Regions from separate parts of the Mus musculus genome. Here region 2 is linked to region 1. Evidence: chromatin contacts called from public Hi-C data. All regions are on one chromosome and are shown on one strand. The core of a region is the stretch at or near the end of the contact, and the rest is flanking DNA. Distances in the headings are between cores, read along the strand shown.

Region 1 (5,114 bases), core at 1,545-4,044:
CTCTCTTTAGAATGCAAACAGGCCAATAAAAAAATGTGAGCTGTGTCAGGCCTAGGCTCCCTCTCATGGAGTCAGCTGTAAATCCATTCAAATAGTGGTTGGTTACTCCCACAACTTCTGTGCCACTATTGCATCAGCATGTCATGCAGGGTTAAATGAACTCTTCTTAAGGGAATGTTTTAGCCTGAGACAAAGAACACAGGTGCTGGCACTACGGCTCCTGCTGCTTTGTAGAGGATGCATGAGAGTCGGATTTTTCCCTCTAAAGGTGACTGAGAAGACTAGATCCTAGTTAAATTTCATATATAATAGTTTTAACTAATTTTAAATCGATTACTTTTCAGGCTTAGTGACAAGGAGCTTGCGAGTTTCAATGGATCCAGAGAGTGTGCTTATTTTGAAAGAGGGAATATTTACACTTCTCGCTGTCGTGCTGAAATCCCTTGGATTTGTGAGAAGAGAGCCTCCCTGGTGAAGATTGAAGATTTGGATTAATCTGACTCTTCCAGATCTATCCAGAAGTAAAGACCTATTGCAAACCCATGCAAGAAAGAAGAAAGCTACAATATTTGAGTCAACTAAAAATTGACTGTGTACTTAAAACTATTGCACGGACAAACCTGCTTCTCAGAACGTTCTCCTCTTCACGTCTGATTCCCTCTGACCTGTTCTGATTACTTAGATCTTAAAATGATGTCAAGTGCCCAGGAAAGTACGTGTCTTCTCAGTCTGTCTGTCAATAAACATTGTTTCTTGCTTTATTCTTACATGTCTACATGGATACTGGGTGATATTTAAATATTTACCACGAGACCAACACAGGCCACAGTTTGGGAGCAAGTTCTAGGAGACCCCTGCTATAAAACCTGCTCAATCATGTACAGGTCTGAGGGAGCCCAAGGTAAAACAACAGTGCTGTGTTGTTGAATTGAAAATATTTTAGTGTTTTAGAGATCATCTGTCTAAACCCCTAGGTATCAGCCTCCATGTACAGAGTAAATTTTCTCTGTCTACCTATGAAACTATGTACTATAAACTCTTATAACTTATAGCCTACATACAATAGAATGAACACTGGTCTTCATATTTTATCATTTATTTAAACTAATAACATCCAGGTTATTGATTTGGCAATCTGGGTATTATCAGAATAATAAAGATTTTTATTCTATTACTATTAATGTTATATAACTTTATTTTGTGTATACATACATAGCAACATCATGTATTTATCTGTGTGTATGTGCACATGTGTAGATACCTGTACCTGTGCATACATGAAGAGGCTAGAGGAGAGCACTGAATGCTGTCCTCCAACACTCCCCACTGCATCTCTTTGAGTACAGATTCTCTCCCTGAAAGAGGATCTTGTGAATTTTTTTTCTTCTGTTAGACCGGAAGCCAGCAATCGCCAGTCATCTTCCTGTTTCTGCTCACTGGGTGTGGAGTTACAGGCAGGTGCCTGACCACACCTGGCTTTTACAGCAGAGTTGATATCTGAACTCCTGTCCAAATGTTTGCTCTGCAAGTGTTCAGAAATGCTGAGTCAGCTCTCTGTTACTACATATTTTATTTTCTTCTGAGAAATACTAAAATATTATTTGAAGACATGCTCTCAGAACAATTTTTTTAAGCTTTACTGGAATAGTCTCTGTTTCCTGAAACAGATCCTGATAGGAGCTAAATGCTGTGACTCTAGGCTTCAGAAATCTTTCTGATACAAAATACTGATTTCAGGAAATTCATGAATGAAATGTATTTAATTCCTCATTATTTAGTTATGAACTAACTGTATAGGTATCATCTAAAAAGGATGTTAAATTAACTTGTGGTACCAATTTTGAACAGTAGCCCAAATTTCTCTGGAAAATGGACTGCATTCTGAACATTGTAACAGTTCTTTGAAACAACTTCACAATACTACCCAATATCTTATTGTCTTTAAAATGTTAAAATTACGACATCATTATAATATATACATTATATAATAGTATAATATATATATACATACATATTATTTCTTATAATTGGTTGTATTATATATTATATACACATATATTTTATGTATTACTATATATTATATACAATATATATTATATGTACATATATAATATATTTTAAATTTAAAAGTATTTTTATATATATTATATACAGGGATAGATAGATAGATAGATAGATAGATAGATAGATAGATAGATAGATAGATAGATATAGATATCCAAGAAAATTCTAGAAGTAGAGAGTAAGGTTCAGAGTTAATATTTAATAAGACTTAACACTGAAATGTTAAGTACACATTAAAATACTTTCATTACTTTCAACACAGTGTCAGTGCACAGCATCTACCGCCCACACGTGGATCTAAACTGCAGCTCTACTCCTCCATTTCTCATCTGTAGGTTCTCTCACAGAGTGGAACTACTCATTAAACGTCAAAAGTCTGCACTTATCTCCCACAGCTTTCGGTATCTCTTTCTTCCCTTGGAAAAGCTGATTGCTCCTGCTTTCCCTCTATCTCTAACCAAAGAATCTGCTTTGTAGACCCTGATTGTCTTTGCTGGTTATTTTGCTCCCATAAAGGAGTTATTATAGTTTTTGCCTGGCATCTTGTATCTTCTCCTGCCTAGCTCATGGTCACTCTGACTTTTATGCCTGTTTGAAAAGAAACTTTGTTTAGTTTCCCAGAGGCTCTGGATTCTGATAAGGTCAGATCATCTGTCCCTTCCTCCCTGCATCTTGCTGTCACCACACTATCCTCACTAGCCTCTGCAGAGGAGATTCAGATGTATCTATTCCTGGAGACTGGCTGCCCTTTGTGTATCAGAGTGCACCATTATCCTTTACAGCATTCTGATAGCTGGCCTCTGAGGTGGGAATCCCTCCCAGGAATTTCTCTTTTCTCTGCCCCTGACAGATGATAGAAAGACAGATGTATGATAGATAGGTGAATGAGTGATGGATAGATCTTTGGGGACTATATCTCAGATCTACAGGATCAGATATGGTCCTTGGGGAGGTAGAACTGGAAAATTTTAAATGTGATAAGCTTTGTAATGTTTTATAGGATCTCACCCTGAATAAATGACCTCAGTACAAATTTCCTGAGCAGGCTGGTAGTACACATTACTTTTCTGTCGCTAGGATTAAAACTCCATGATCAAGGTAACTTGTAGAAGGAAGGGTCTGCTTGGGCTTGTGGCTCCAGAGTGATGTGGACAGCAACAGAAGGCATAGTGCCAGTGCAGAAAGCTGAGAGATTGTATCTTTATCTGAAAGTACCACAAGGCAGAATGAACTGGACTACAGTGAGGCTCTGTGCTTGCAAAGCCAACCCCCCACTGACATACTTTCTCCAGCAAGGTGACACCTCATAAACTTCCCCCAAGGAATGTCACTACCTCGGGGACAAATGTTCAAATGCTTGAGTTTATGGGGAACAGCCTCATCCTGATCTCAACACAGACAAAAATGCTGATGCCAGTGTCAGAGTAGATAGCTCTCTCTGCAGTAGTAGCAAAAATACTTCTTGTTCAGGGAACCCTGAGCAAGAGGAGGCAGAAGGAGTGTGGGAGCCAGATAGGGTGAAGGACACCAGAACACAGCCCTCTAAATCAGCTGAACAAAGCTCGTATGAACTCACAGAGACCGAAGCGGCCAACATGGGACTTGAGCTACGTGAGTCCGCACCGGGTCCTCTGCGGACACATTACAGTTTTCAGTTCAGTCTTTTTATGGAACTCCTGAGTGTGTGCACACTTGAGTGTGTCTTTGATTCTTGTGCATTCCCTTGGAGCTCTTTTCTTTGTGATAGTTTTTGTTTTCCCTAATTATTTTTATGCTGTTATGAAAAATAGAGCAAATAAAGTTTATGCTTATTAAGACTTTAAGGCAAAGACAGAAAGAATGACATGAAATTTGGCTGAGTAGTTAACTTGAATTATTGAAGTCAAGTAATAGATATAAAAAAAATACCATGAAGCCAATAATAAATAATACTGTTGTCTAAAAGAATATATAAATAATAGTAAGTTATATTGGTATTTTTTTAAAAAAAATAATTATTGTGTTAAAGGAGCAACCAGGATACCCAGGCCTGTTTGATAAGCACTATAAAATAACAATAGTCATTAAAACAGCCAACTATTTTTTGATGACCATTGATGCACAGACTGTTGTTCCCTGGCAACAGCAGATTGCTGACCTTTTTAACAGGAAGCCCAGGCACAAGCTACTTGGCCCAGACCCATCTTTCTGTAGCTTAACATATCAATCCCTTCTTCTCTCCTTGGATGTGGGGATCCTCCACGCTGCTGCTGCCAAAAGCATGCTTCTATCCTTGTGCCCTGATGTGTTGTTCTGCTCTGTGCAAGCCCAGATATACTTTTTCAGTTTCTTGGCATCTCTCACCTTTACCAGTTAGTTCTCATACACTGAGTTTTCCTAAAAATAATTGTACATCCAAGCAAGATCATGGAAGGTTATAAGAGAGACAGAAATAATGGTAACTTCGGGAAATCTGCCACTATAATAAAAAGAGCATGACACATAAAACAGTCACATAAAGCAATCACCCAGGATGGAGAACCTGGAGGAAATGTGCAAGTATATGGACAGTTTAGTTCCAGTAAGAGATTTTGTTCTCTTTTACGGAATGATAGGAAAACCAGGTCTCTATCTGCAGATGGTAAAGCTGAACTCTCTCTCTCTCTCTCTCTCTCTCTCTCTCTCTCTCTCTCTCTCTCTCTCTCTCTCTCTTCCTTAGGTCAAACTAACTACAAGTGAATTAAGCAAACAAATACAAGACTAAGGAACTAAAATTAATGAAATAAAACATAGCAGAAATGGCTCAGGACACTGTCTATGGCAAAGGATCTTTGAATCTATTTCCAAAAGCACAGCTAAGAAGGGCTAAATGGACAGGTGGAATGCTGTTGAGTTTTAAGACTGATTGTCAGGGGAAACGGCCCACTGAATGAAGAGAAAGCCTTTAGGATGGGGAAACCCACAAACCACTCATCTGTATGACCAAGAGTATACAAAGAACTCAAACAACTCAATAACAAAATAAAGCCAATAATTTGATTATAATAATCATCTCAGATGTAAATAGATGA
Region 2 (5,296 bases), core at 407-2,906, 140 kb before region 1:
TGTGGGAAGGAAATAATCTCAGACATGGAAATGGTCACACCTGCAGTTCTCAGCAGCCTATCAACTACCCATCATGGCTGAACCCTGTCAGACCTATTTGTAAAGATGAGGACAGGATCATAGGATTGGTCTGTACTGGCCTGAGACATTGGTCATTCCTTTGACTGGTGACTACATCTTGTGAGGCAGAAGTTCCTGAAAGAGCAGGGATCTTCTATGTGGCTCGGGCCATGGCTGAGCATCCTTCCTTAGGGAATTATGAATAGCCCTCTGTGTCAGTTTGTCACCCTAGAAGTCTCCTGACTCATCCCCTGGGACATTGTGGTTGTCTTCCTTATCCCTGCACTGCTGAAAATTGAAATCTAGCCCCAGTGCTATTCATTTTCAGCCTTCACCACATCAGTATCTCACTACACAAGAAGAGCAATGGGGGAGATGTTACAAAGAAAGAAGAATAAAGAAGAAAAGGAAATGCAGAAACCAAGAGAACATATAAGAAAATGTACTTTTATATATTGGTTAACTTGCGTGGGAAGCAAAGCAGACAGCTGCTACCAGCACAGGAATGAGATGCAGTCTAGTTTCTGCAGTGTCTTGCTCAGCTAGACTTCCTAGCTATGTAAACTTGGCCTTGGCATTTGTCCAGAATCTCTCACTATACTGACCCTTTTTTCAACTAAATGGTGACTCACAGGCTTTTCTTTCACAGAGGAGTAAAATAAATTGTTTAAAATATTATTAAAGAGACCTTTGGTACTGGGAACTCACTGGGTAATCCCTGCACCCCTGTTCAAGCTGAGTATAACATATACTATCTCTGATTGTTCTAATTTTTCTCCCTCTTTCCATGAGCATCAGTCACACATACATACATCTACACACACACACACACACACACACACACACACACACACACACACACACACACACATACACATACACACATCTCTGAAACCCCCTATTATTAAACAAACACCATAGTACTCTTTTCTCACTCCCTTTTGGGTTCTATATCAGTTTTTGCTCCATCCATTTCCTCCTAGAGACAGCATAGCTAAAGCAATACGCAAAGGAAAGTTTCTTCCTGCTGTTTCACAATTGAACACACCTGGATGAAATAAAACAGGCCAGAGGCCATCAGCACCTGGGCCCAGGCTGTCATTAGGCTGAACATCTGGTCCAGAAAGGTCACGCCGGCTGCATCTGCTGTATCCTTCCCATGCTCCGTGCCACGTGGAACTTGGTGGTGAAGGATTCCTAAAGAGAATTTTTTCTCGGCAATAGATCAATCTCCTCTCCTTGTTCCCGCTGGCTTTATATTTTACGGTTTCCTTTTCCCTTTTAGTTTCCTCCTCCTGAGTTCTCTTCACGGGGTCTCCACATTGGCTTCCTCTCCACTTCCTTTCTTCAATCAAACTTTTCTGTGTATTTAATTTTTCTTCGTCTGCATTCAAGAAGAGCACATTTGTCCTCTGAGTTAGATTTTTTTTTCCTCAGTCTATAATGAGAGACTTGGACCTGTAATAGGTCAAAGGCAGATTGTGAGTGACCAGATGTGTTCTTGTGTTCATCAGGAAACTAGTTACACACTCTCGGCTCCTGGATGACCGCTGAAGTCTGAAAGTCACTGCCAATCTCTCTCCACCCTCTCTCCATGTGATTGGCATCTGCCTTCTTACTCCTTAAAACTCTCCCCTTACCGTGTTGATAATCAACCCTGCAGGTTCTGGGTCATTTATTGCAGCCATTCAGCAGGACTAAGAGATTTTAAAGGAGCTAGAAAGTTATCCCTACTTTAGAGTAGGTAGTGGGTTTCAAAACTAGAAGTGCCAGGTGCTAACAATGGTCTCAGCCTCCTGCTTCAGTTTCAGAAACACAGGCATAGTTTTAAAAACCATTTTCCAAGTTAACACACTCTCTCTCTCTCTCTCTCTCTCTCTCTCTCTCTCTCTCTCTCTCTCTCTCTCTCTCTCTCCCTCTGCTCCTCTTAAAGCAGTGTTGTGATGTTGTCACTAGAGAACCAGGCTCAGAGCATACAATCACGGTTCCATCTACTGAGGAGGCTGAGACACGAGGATCATATGGGTCTAGTTCAGGAAAGTAAGACTACCCTAGGGAACAGCAAGACCTCCATCTAAACCCACATATTATCAACAATAAAATAAGACTTACAAGTCATATTTTAAAATAAGCACACCACACGGAAAGGATATAAAATGGCTATACAGGAAAATATTGTCCAGAGCCAGTGAATGCCATATAAACGACTGATATTTAAGGAGGAATCTTTTACCCAGATCCCAAAGTACTAAGTAAGAACACTCAGTGTTGGTTCACAGTGACATGTCTGTTTCACAAGACTGAACAAAATTAGATTTCAGCTGCTTTCTAATTGATGAGGAGAGGCTGCAGGGTGGGTCCTGATGAGGGAGTTTGTGGAGTGGGTTCCATCACACTCAAGGCCCCACACACCATGTGATCAGACCGTGATGATATGATGTGAGAATTATGAATGCAAACAATTTCCTGTTCTCAGCTAAGGAGAGCAAACAGTGAGAGAACTCTCTGGTACAATGTTGCTCTCTCCAAGTTGTCCATTTCTTTTTATAACATAGGCTCTTGAGTGAAATGTACTTTCCAAACTTCAATAGAAAACTCTGTGAGACAGAAGGCATTCTGGAGGAGTGGAGAGCAGGACTTAAGTTACAGCCTTTCACTAGGCCTGGACCTTACTGCACCTCCTTCTTCAGAGAGCATAATAAATAACTCCTGAACTAGCATCAGCTGTTGCTTCAGCGAAAGGAAATCGGGGTCAAGGAGGCATCTTGTGTGGAATATTTTTATTCAAACACCACATAATAGAAAAACTTCATGAATACCCCCCCCACACACACACCCTGTTTTCTTTTCTTGTGGGAAAGACAGTAAACCAGCATGGGTTAAGACCATAGCTCAGGGTCTTGATCCAGTCACTTGCTTGACCCCCTGTTTGTTATGGGATCTTGGACAAGGCATTTTATGTCTCTGTCAGCTCAGTTCAATTTGATATGGAAAGCACTCTGGTTCTCAATATCCACATAGTGACTCATGAATTGTAGCTCCAGTCCCAGAGGAATCTCAGGCCAACTTCTGTCCTCCATGGGAATCAGGCATGTGGGTAGTGAGCATATATACACAAAAGCAAAGTACTTATACAAATAAATAACAAAATAAAGGAATCTTTATGATGTATATTACAGTCCTGATAGCAAGCATTTGATATTAGTTAAGATACTTTTAATTTATCTCTATCTTACATGTGATGGTTCCTTCCAATATACAGGATCATTAATGTCCACTATGACTCTTCTGTCTTTCTACCAGTCCTTTCTAGATGGCAATATATCTTTCTAATAGTCTTTTTTTCCTTGAACAGTTCCCATGCTAACCAGGCCATTTCTTTTCCCACCCGCACCAGCCTTCACCTGCATGAACAGGTTTTCCAATTACTTTGGCTTTCCCCCCTGGCAGTTTCTGGCCACATGATTGCAATCGTCTTTCTTGCCCTGGAGCTTCCCAGCAGGCCTGAACACCACAGGCTTTGGTTAATGACTCCCTTGTTGTTTTCTTTTTCAGAATTACCCGTACCATTTCTTTCTTATCCCATAAGCAGGAAAGAACTTCCTTTGTTGATTCTAATGTGTCAGTGTCCTGTGATGGCTCCCGTCACAGCTTTTAAGTAGGAAATGATGATAGAGGGAAGATCATTCCTAAGAAGAAAAGGTCCACATGGCATAAGGACAGAGGGCACGGAGCTGGAGACATGGAGGACATTCTCATTACCAGCCTACATAATCCCATTCCATTAAGCTTGTCAATCATTAGCTTATACTATGTTGTGAAGGACTAGGACTTCGGCCAACAAAAGGTACACATACACTGCCCTCTTCACCTGTGCTTCAGGGCATTGTTATACAACCACTCTAACAAGTGTAGCCAAAGAATTGCTAACTTGGGGTTCCTTTGATTATTCTCCTTTGACCTTGGTTGCCAGGTGCACCCCCTCCTGCTCCCCTTCCATTCTGTATCTCAATGAATAGAAACCAGGAATACTGGTACTCTGAGGTACCAACATCAAGCTGTACATGTCTGAACAGTGGGTTGGGCCATCTCCAATGGTCAAGAATGGAGACAGTGGCAGAAGTCAGTTTCATTCTAAAACCTTTGGGTATTTCACTAAGAAGCATCTCTGTTTTAAGATCCAAGATCATAGCATAGATATTTAATTCCAACCTCAGAGACATGGAAACTTAGCAAGAGCATTAAACAGGGGGCTTTGTTCCTCCCTTGAGAAAGGGTTTCATGTCTGACCTCAAACTTTTTATGTAGCGAAGACTGGCTTTGACTACTGATCTTGCCTTGCCATCACACTGCTGGGATTACAAGCACATGCCGCCACTCCCACCTTTTGTGAAGTGTTGTTGATCACTCAGAGCTTTATGCTAAACTCATGGAATGTAAACAAGACAGAGGGATTCAGTTTATCAAAAAAAAGTATGGTTTATATGCCAGGTAGCTCATTACTACAAATTGTGTGAGCAACAGTTTAAGGCAACACACACACACACACACACACACACACACACACACACACACACAATCAGCATTCACAGCAGGGCCAGAAGTAGATAAAGCTTAGTTTGTTCCAGTGCTTGGGATTATACAAAAATGAGATCAAAGTGTCTGCATAGTAACACTTGTCTGAAAGCTGTCATGGCCATGAACCATTTGCAAGCCCTCTTGGGCAGAATGTATTTCTTAGTTGGCTGTAGGATTAGTTTAGTCATGTTTCTTTACATATTCTAATTAAAATATAATTACATAATTCCCCCTCCTCTGACCTCCCTCCAACCCTTCCCATGTACTCACTCTTGCTCCCTCTTAAATCCATGTCCTCTTTCTCTTTAATGGATATATATATATATAAGGACTGACCAACACAAAGTGTTAGATCACTGGTGAGGGAGCTTATTCCTGGAGATTACTTCTCCTCTCTCCCTCTCTCTGTGTCTCTCTCTCTCTGTCTCTCTGTCTCTCTCTCTCTCTCTCTCTCTCTCTCTCTCTCTCTCTCTCTCCATTAACGACACTCATTGTACCTCAGAAATACAATGCCTAAACTATACCTGAACAAGGACAACACCAGTAAACATGCTAATATGGAAATGGGAAGTCTCATAGGACCCCACTCCTAACTAAGAGCTACAGGCAGCCAGGGAGTGCTTCTTTAAATCTTAAATGATGAGCACAGAGGCAGATA

What was found. Hi-C and Micro-C count contacts between places; a contact is called where the count stands out from the background.
Region 2: a Hi-C map of Sertoli cells shows a contact between it and region 1, with 3 times the contacts expected there. The contact joins the promoter of Tmem52b here to the enhancer-like site in region 1. A contact is called at or near these places in 19 of 39 promoter capture datasets (the 3T3-L1 cell line, 3T3-L1-derived adipocytes, the C10 cell line and 13 more), 1 of 15 datasets of contacts at CTCF or cohesin (CD8 T cells), 31 of 484 Hi-C or Micro-C datasets (the 3T3-L1 cell line, the AML12 cell line, B cells and 21 more), 3 of 115 datasets of contacts at active chromatin or transcription factors (PVALB interneurons, hepatocytes and pancreatic cancer cells) and 5 of 9 other capture datasets (adipose tissue, embryonic stem cells, liver and 2 more).

The regions. Positions count from the first base shown.
Region 1 is chr6:129,371,576-129,376,689 of GRCm38.p6, reverse strand. Clec12b (C-type lectin domain family 12, member B) reads left to right here. Exons shown (of 6, transcript NM_027709.2): 6 at 345-1,177. The coding sequence ends at 495. Among named protein-coding and RNA genes, the nearest start is that of Clec12b, 11 kb to the left of the region's middle. Within about 2 kb of position 2,794, at least 10 of the 459 cell types and tissues checked have an H3K27ac peak or open chromatin away from gene starts, as enhancers often do. A contact at or near this core is called in Sertoli cells, where this site is marked.
Region 2 is chr6:129,508,917-129,514,212 of GRCm38.p6, reverse strand. It overlaps Tmem52b (transmembrane protein 52B), which reads right to left and starts at 1,656. Exons shown (of 5, transcript NM_001081186.1): 1 at 1,109-1,656. The coding sequence starts at 1,174.